Linked DNA regions of Sus scrofa: region 2 is linked to region 1. Evidence: chromatin contacts called from public Hi-C data. All regions are on one chromosome and are shown on one strand. The core of a region is the stretch at or near the end of the contact, and the rest is flanking DNA. Distances in the headings are between cores, read along the strand shown.

The links. Hi-C and Micro-C count contacts between places; a contact is called where the count stands out from the background.
Region 2: a Hi-C map of skeletal muscle shows a contact between it and region 1, with 4 times the contacts expected there. The contact joins the promoter of VPS36 here to the promoter of MRPS31 in region 1. A contact is called at or near these places in 16 of 47 Hi-C or Micro-C datasets (alveolar macrophages, brain, embryonic fibroblasts and 8 more) and 2 of 2 datasets of contacts at active chromatin or transcription factors (alveolar macrophages and skeletal muscle).

Annotation. Positions count from the first base shown.
Region 1 is chr11:15,469,909-15,474,171 of Sscrofa11.1, forward strand. MRPS31 (28S ribosomal protein S31, mitochondrial) reads right to left here and starts at 2,412. Exons shown (of 8, transcript XM_001926103.5): 1 at 2,192-2,412; 2 at 1-161. The coding sequence starts at 2,316.
Region 2 is chr11:15,733,497-15,737,759 of Sscrofa11.1, forward strand. VPS36 (vacuolar protein-sorting-associated protein 36) reads right to left here and starts at 1,973. Exons shown (of 13, transcript XM_005668376.3): 1 at 1,796-1,973. The coding sequence starts at 1,891.

The sequences.
Region 1 (4,263 bases), core at 1,162-3,661:
TGCCCTTAATAATATTTAGCAAGTCTTTTTTCGAATTCTCCTTTACACTGCCTTTGCTCTCTGTCTCCTTGGAAATCTCACAGGTTGGACCAGACTGCTCATCTTTCTTGCTATAGACCAAGTTGTTAGTGCCAAAATATCTTTGGATATTATTTTCTGTCCTGAAAAGATTAAAGAAAAAAAATGAAATACAGGGCAAAATCATAAAGTCAGGGCTCAAAATGCTGCTTCTATGTTTTTTAAATTTTTTCAATTCAAACCCTTTGCTTTTGCTTATTGTTGTTGTTCACAACCATAAGGACAGCAATTTAACATTTATTGAATGTATGCCATGTGCCTAGTGTTGAGCAACATTTTATGTACATTTTCTCATACCCATATCAACCCATACGGTAGATATTATCCCCATCTTACAAATAAGGAAACTGGAAACCAGAGAAGTAACTTACCCAAGGTCATGTAGCTGAGAGCTCACTAAAGCTGAAGGCACACTAGTGAGCCACAAATGAGTTACAGGCCTGCTGAGATACTGACCACCTGGTCCTCAGGGTGTCTGAGTGAGGCCCAGGCTGCTGGTGCTCCTGTCTGTTGCTTCCCTCCGTGTTCCCTCAGGTTTGGTACAAATCTCATTGTCTATGTGTTCCATGACATTAAAAAACCTTGCAAAACACTGATATAGTTAATACATTTCAATTTCTTATTCTCAAACCTCAAACTGACAAACCAGCAAGTCCTTACTCTTTTTTTTTTTTTTTTTTTTTTTTTTAAGGCTGCACTTGTGGCATATGGAAATTCCCAGGCTAGGGGTCGAATAGGAGCTGCAGCTGCAGGCCTATGCCACAGCCACAGCAACGCCAGGTCTGAGCCTTGTCTTCAACCTACTCCACAGCTCATGGCAACCCCGAATCCTTAACCCACTGAACAAGGCCAGGGATTGAACCGGCATCCGCATGGATACTAGTCAGGTTAGTAACCCACTGAGCCACAATGGAAACTCCCACATCCTTACTCTTAACACAATATAACAGCTCTATAAAAAGTCATAAAAAACAATATGACAATAAAGAAACTCCTATTTTTTTTAAAAAAAGGTTACTTTCTTTAAAAAAAATTCCTGGGTGTGATTCTAATTAATTTCCTCATTGAGCTACCTGCCATTTAACTAATCACCATTTGTAAGCTAAGCTAAAATGGAACAGAAAAGAATATTCAGGGGCCTCTTGCCATAAGCAGGTATTTCTGTATTCTAAAAATTGACATATTTTAAAAGCTTTCTTTTGTTAACATTAATGGCACCCTAATCCTCTAAGGCAGCCAGCTGAAATCTTTGCTGTCTCTCCTACCCTTATGTCATCATGTGATATCCTAGCAGTTTCACTTGTGCAATTCTTCTCCTCCATCCAGTTACTTCTTCCCATCCCCACTGCTCCTAACCTGCTTCAGGGCTGTACTTAGCCAAACTGGCCCCCAATCTTTCTATATGGAATATATATGCAGTAGAATTGTTTTCACAAACGTGAGTGTTCTCAGAGAATACGTACCAACATCAAGTATGCTGCAAATCTTTTTGTTGCCTGGCTAACTCCAACCCTTGGTCCTCCTTCAGATTTTATCATATTTCTTCTCTAGAAATTATACTCTGAACCTCTCCTACGATGATGAGGCGTCTTTATTTGCTCATCCAGCAATTACTTGTTCAATTAATTCTGTGCCACCTCCACTATCTCAGCCAGCACTCCACTATACTTGAACTGCCTACTTTGTGGAACTATACGCTCTGTGATGGCAGGACTGTGTTACCGGGGGGTAAGCGCTTTCAAAAATCAAGGTAACATCATCACAGTCTTGGGAGACTAAATAAATAACAACAACAAAAAAAAACCCTTTCGCTTTCTGGAACCTGGATAAAATGGGAAGTGGGAAGAGGGATGAGGCGCGGTATGTAGTAGAAGGAGCACAGGGCAGAGGACCAGGCCTAGCCACAGGAGCTGTTTCCTACGCACGCTATGACCTTGGGCAAGTCGTTTTATCTTTCTGGGATTTCCCTTTTCTCAGATATAAAGCAAAGGCTTCTAAGATCCTAAGGGTCAGAACATGGGCCCCAGGAAGCCTGAGAAAAGTAACAATGTACAGGAGCGGGGACAGGGGTTGCTTGAAGACCTGCGGGGCCAACAGCGCTGAAATGCGATACCTGACCGTTCCACGCAGAGAATCGAGCAGCAGGATGGCAGCCGCCGATGCCTCTGGGCCTCCGGAGCACAGAGGGAGGCGGGAAAGGGGGCGAAGAGGGATGACAGCAGAGACCCTCGGAAGCATCGCAGAGAAACCATTAAAACCGGGAACGCTGCAGCGAAGGTGCGTCCCCCGCCAAACACGCCCTCCACTCCTACTTCCGCTTCCCAGTCTGACGCGCTCCTTCCCCTAGTGTTCCGGAGGCAACAGGGGCCGGTAACTGTGTTCCGGGCTCGCCCGCGGCCGCGCTGAGCCCGCAGCCTGCAAGCGACTGCACCCTCGGCGATTCTAGTCCCGGAGGTGGAGTCAAATGAGGTCAGCCTGGGTGCGGTGCTGCAGGCGGGACCCTGACCCGAGAGCTGAGCGCTTGGAGGGAGCCATCAACTCTGCGAATACTGCTTTTCGGGCGGGAAAGATGAGGCGCAGAGCTGACCCTGTGGTGCGGCGTTTAGGGGAGAGGATCACAGCATTCATCGTATTGTAAAAATCATCGATTGCCACCGCGGAGACTTAAAGGGTTACCATGGGCCATGCTGTCGGATAAATTAGTATTTCCTTTCAGTCTCTGTTCTGGGCATAGAGTCAAAACATGAGATGCGTATGTTTCAAAAAAGGCTTTGGAAATAAAAAGATGCGGCTTTTTCCTGCCTCTTATGAAGGGATTGAACGGTGGTCCAGAAAGGATGTGAGGAATTCTCAGATCTGGAAGGGTGTGAGCATAAACGCGGTGAAAAATGCTGTCTAGTAAGTCACAAGGCAACCTAACCTGTAGCTTAGAATTCCATACTGTAGGTTGAATATTGACATCAGCATTTTGCCTAATGTCAAAAAAAAAAAAAAAATTCAAGATCAGTGGGGAATTTTTTGTGATGCTGAAAACACAGCTTACGTTGAGCAGATCTTGCTAAGATCCACTAGCCCTGAAAAACCTTTGTGACAATGCTAAGGACGTTACACTTAGGGATGCTTTTCCTTTTTTTTTTTTCCCTGCCTATAAGAAATGCGATCTTGGGGGGGGGGAGGTTCTTCCAGTTTCATTGAGATATAATTGAAGTCCAGCACCGTATAAGTTTAAGGTGTGCATCATGATTTGACATATACACCATGAAATGATTACCACATTAAAGATAATTAATAGAGTAGTTCTAATTGGCCACAAATTTTTAAAAAATGGAATGTCAGTACACTCCAAGAAAAAATAGATCTATCCTTTGAAAAACCATAACTTGTGCAATTGCGCAGAGTAATCATTTATGAAAGCAACAAAAACGTAGCCTAAAAGAAAATGATTTTCCTCCTCCTTCTATTCTGGCATTGATTCATTAGTCATTTTCTTCCCCAAGAAATGCACTTTCTAGAACAAAGTGCCTTTAGCAAGAGGCACCAAATCAACTTAAATAGGTCCCTATACGCATCAGTGACTTGGTGCTAAATGTCTCATGAAATTCTATGCTAATTAACTGGGCAAGCCTTCCATGAAAATGGAAAAAACAAAAACATTCTATATTCCATTTATCAACTGCTCTGTAACAGATCACCCCAATGACTTAAAACAATTTATTATTTGTCATAGTTCTATGGTTGAGGGAACTCAGTTTTGAGGTTCCTGTTTAAGGTCTCTTGTGTGGTTGCAGTCAGGTAGCAATTAGTCTGGAGTAGATTCCAAGATGGGTTTTTTATTCCCATATCTGATGGTTTGGCTGGAATGGCTGGAATAAATGGGCTGCCTGCACAATCTCCTCTTCCTCTCCCCTCCCCACCCCACTCTCCCTCTCCACATGGCCTCTGAAAGGTAGCAGCTTATGCCAGCCCAAAATATGCCCCTTTGGTTTAAGAATTATTTTGAGCAAACATAAAAAAAAGCTCTCTGCTTCCCCCTATTTGCCCAAAAGCAGGACATAAATTTGTGAAGCCATCGCCTCCCTCCTCTACTAAGAAAAACAAAAATCAATCAACAAAGACCATTCTAGACTCTTCTCAGCTCAGAGAGGGCACTAAAGGAATCCATGTAGCCAACCTTACTCACTAGCC
Region 2 (4,263 bases), core at 723-3,222, 260 kb after region 1:
AGCCTGCCTGATTTCAAGACACCTAGGCCCTCCCTCACCAGCCCCAGCTTCCGGAACAGTTAGGAATTTCTGACTGACAACCAGGTCCTACAGTATAGCACAGGGAACTATATTCGATATCTTATAACAACCTATAATAGAAAAAAATCTGAAAAAGAATACACATCTATCTTTACACATGTGTATGTACAACTGAATCACTTTGCTGTAGACCTGAAACTAACACAACGTTGTAAACTACCTATACTTCAAGTTTAAAAAATGGTTATAAAAAAAATTCTTAACTAGATCAACTAAGTTTTCCCCATGACATTTTCTTAATCCTCTGATACATATATCTACTTGTCTGCTAAAACAAGAAGCAAAAAAAAGTAAAAGAAAAAATAGAATGTGCTGGTTCAACAATGGTTTTTCATACAAAGGTACAAACGATTTTGTTTTTTTTATTGGTTTTGAAGATACCACAGTTAAATTCTGTGCCAGCCAAGGTATTCTAATTTGCATACTGGAATTCCAGAAAAGGGCAGAGCCTGTGGCTCTGCAAAAGCCTGACTTGCCAGCAGGGAGAGGCTTGGGGAGTCTCTGAAGACCAACCTGCCAATGTCCAGAATTACAGTTGGGCGGGTGGGGAAAACCTCCAGCTCCCCGAGGGCCAGGGCTGGGGAGGGGGGTTGATTTGTTTCCCATTTACGACAAGAGTTCCAAAGGTGTAACCTCGGTTTGAAAACCCAAAAACCTTTAGCTTGTTGCTCCAACCAAAAGATGCCAGCCCAATACAAGATCAAATTAATGAAAGGACTGAAGCAGTAAACAGAGTTGAGGCCAACGAAATGATTTAAGGAAAAGACTTTGACTCCAAAATGGAAATATGAAACAATGCCCTCCAAGAGGCAGAGAACCTTGGGCCCTCGGTCCCGTCAGCCTTGCCTCCGAAGGAAGGTTGTGACCCAGGCCCTCTGCTACCTTCAAGGCAGGAGGCCTCCAGCTTCTGCAAAGCATGATCAGGAAAAGCTGAGTCCAGGAACCCATGCAAAAGTACAACAGGAAGTTCCTCTAACGAAACTGCAAGGAAGTAGAGGGTGCAGGGAAAACTTGTGCAAACGAAAAACGCTGGGGAGGAAACGGGTTTTTAAATTTTTTTTTCCTAATTCCAGCTTATACATTTCCCCAGAACAGGATGACAGTTTGCAGTTTGAGAGAAGTCTCCAGGGAATGTCTTACACAGTATTTTTCCCTCTCAGTTTGCAAACAGATCTCCTAAGGTTTAAGCTCGGGTGACCAGGCATGGCCTACTACATCGCTGTACAAAGCAAATCATCAAAACCCTTTTCTTAGGTCACCCCCTCCCCCCAAAAAAACCCGCAGAGCCTTTGGCCAAGGCGTCCCAAGGAGAGGCTGACACCTCCTTTCGAGGTCCTTCCAAAGCCGTCCCCCAGACGCTCCGGCCGCGACAGCCGGGAGTCCCCCGGGCGCCCCCAGGTCCCAGCGCCGAAGCCACGCCCGGTTCGCGAGCGCAGGACCCGGGGCCTCCCGACGAGGGCGGAACCGGCCTGCCCGCCGCCCGTCCGCCGCGATCGGGGCGCTGAATCCGGGTTCCCAGACCGCGCCGCGCTCGGCCCGCGCCCTCCGAGCGGCCCGAAGGAGTCTCTCCCGGGCCGGAGGGGCCGCCACCCACCGCGTCCCCGGGAGCCGTTCCAAAGTCGGGCCGAGCCGAGCGCCGGACGGGCTCCGGCGGGCGGGGGCGGCGCCGAGAGTCGAGCCGGGGGCCGGGGAGCGACCCGGGCCGCCTCCCTACCTTCTCCTCGCCGTCGTAGATGCGCACCCCGCGCTGCTGGATCACCAGGGTCTCGTTGATCTCCAGGAGGCCGCTGGTCCACACGAAGCGGTCCATGGCCGCCGCCTGGCCGGCCCCCGCCTCACTCCCGCGCTGGCGCTCCGGGGCGGCCAGCCGAGCGCCGGGCAGCCTGCGGCGCCCTCTGGCGGCAGGCGGAGAGGAGGCCGGCAGGGAGGGAGAGGTCCAGCCCGGCCGCCCTGGGGAGCGCGCGCCGCCGGGGGGCGGGAGGGCGCCCGGAGACCTGGAGACAAGCTTGGCGCGCCCTCTGGTGGTACATCCGCCAATGGCCCGGGGGGAACTTCCACCCCATCCTTTGTCCAGATGGGGCACAAACCCAGATCTTACAAAGGACTTCGAGGGAGCCCAGATTGCAGCCTGGACCTCCTTATTGTGCATTATTCCTGCATATTTGTGCCATTTCCTTCTCAGTGCCCAGCATGCTGTCATATTCATTCAAAGCTGTAAATGATGACTTTTTTCCCTAATGAATATTTATGACCTGAATTCTTTTCACATAGCTTCAGTCAGTGTATAAGTACTTATTTTGTGCTCTCCTCTTTTTTCCCATTAAAATCATCTTTATTTAAACACTTGCATTAACATAGACCTCATGAATTTACTCCAGATAATATTCAGTGTGTAGATGTCTTAAAATTTACCTGTGGGTTGGTCCCCACAAACTGGTCCCTGAGTGCTACTCCCATCTGCTGGGCCTCTTGCTGCTGTCCCTTTCATTTCTTTAGATATTTTACATTATAAATGAAGCACCTATATTTGTACTTCTGCAACTGAAATGCATTTTCCCCTTTAGGATTATTTTCTTAAAGTGTCTTCCCAAAGTAGAATTACAGCTTTAAAGAGACCCTGCTACATACTGGGGACTTATTTAGCTAGGATGTGCTGCCACCAGCAAGTCAGTCTTTACCCAGGCCAAGTCGCTTTGACTACATTGAGTGTTATCCCTTCTGTAAATTTTTTTACCACTCAACTGTTTATTCTTGTTTCCTTTGTGTGTGTGTGTGGATGAGGCTATTTCTGAATATCTGTTATTCTTTGATTATCTTTTAATCCAAAGGAAATCATCTCCCTGAAGCTAACAGCTCACACTGTACAAAATTGCTCAGGAACATGGGACAATTCATTGAGACCAAAGTAACACAGGTCAGGGGAGGAAAGGGTGCAGAAAAGGAGGTGGAGCTGCTGGGGAGGTTGGGCGACAGCAGGAGGGTGTGGAATCCTGGAAACCAAGTGGAAAGAGGGTACAGGCGGAAGGACGGGTGGGTCAGGGGACTGATCACTGCTTTTACCCTGTGGATGTTTGGTGGCCTTGGCAGGAGTGGGTCCAGTGGGGTGGTGGAAGACCATCTTCGTGGAGTGATTTTTTTAAAAGAGAAAAAGAGGAGAGGACTTACAGGCAGGGAACTAGACGAGCCTTTGGAAGAATTTGGTTGGTTTGGTTTTTATGTGTTGGTTTCTTTGCCCAGAAGCAGAAGGGGAAGTGAGATTGCCAGAGAGTTTGGTTGGTTGGTTGGTTGGTTGGTTGGTTTTTAAGGCGGAACAAATAATATGTGTGACTGCTGAGAGCAGTGATCGAAGTCAAAAACCTGATAAGTGATTGGTGGGGGATTTGATGGAGGGACCTCGCTGAGTGAAAGAAGAGCGCACCGGAGAGGGTCAGAGAGCTTTCTAATCAGAGGAGAGCAGAGAATGTGGGTCCAGACACTGATTTCTGTGGTGGCAACCTGCGAAGATTCTCTGGACTGTTGCAGGTTTCCCAGATGAGGAAGCAAAGCTAAGAGAGGGGAGTGAAGCGTGAGGGGCACAAGAGGGCCTTGATCGCTGTGGCTGAAATCTCTGTACACCGATGCCAAAGAGAAACGCGGAGACAGAGTTGAAAGAAAGAGGAAAAGTAGCTCTAATTGCCAGGCAGAGAGGGGACACAGCAGCAGGCAAGGACGGCGCCCTCCTTGGAGGGGACGATGAGGGGTCTTAGAGTGTTCAAAAACAGGGCATTAGCAGCTCATGGACCTTTTCCTGACGGGTGGATGGTGAGGTCATTGGGAGTCAGCGTCATCGACCTTCTGGTTCCAACCGGTCTGGGGTCTACGCGCTTGCAGGCAGCATACCTTTGACGTCTTCCGCCTTCGGCACCTGCAATGGCTTCAAGGACGTGGCTCGGAATTTAATCTGTAGTTCTTGAGTAAGAACTAAAGGTCTTTGACTTTGTTGAATGGCTAAACTATTATTATTTTGTTTTGCTCAACTCTTTTCCTTTTTCTCTGTATTTTTTCATTCCTCTGATTGAAGTTTTCCTATAGACAATAGGCAGGCGGAGGACATGAGTGGGGGTCTTTTCTGGGAAGGCCTCATAGGGTCCAGCTTGTTGCAGTATCCCCACACCACAGTCTTGATGAAGGGTGCTCTTGGGC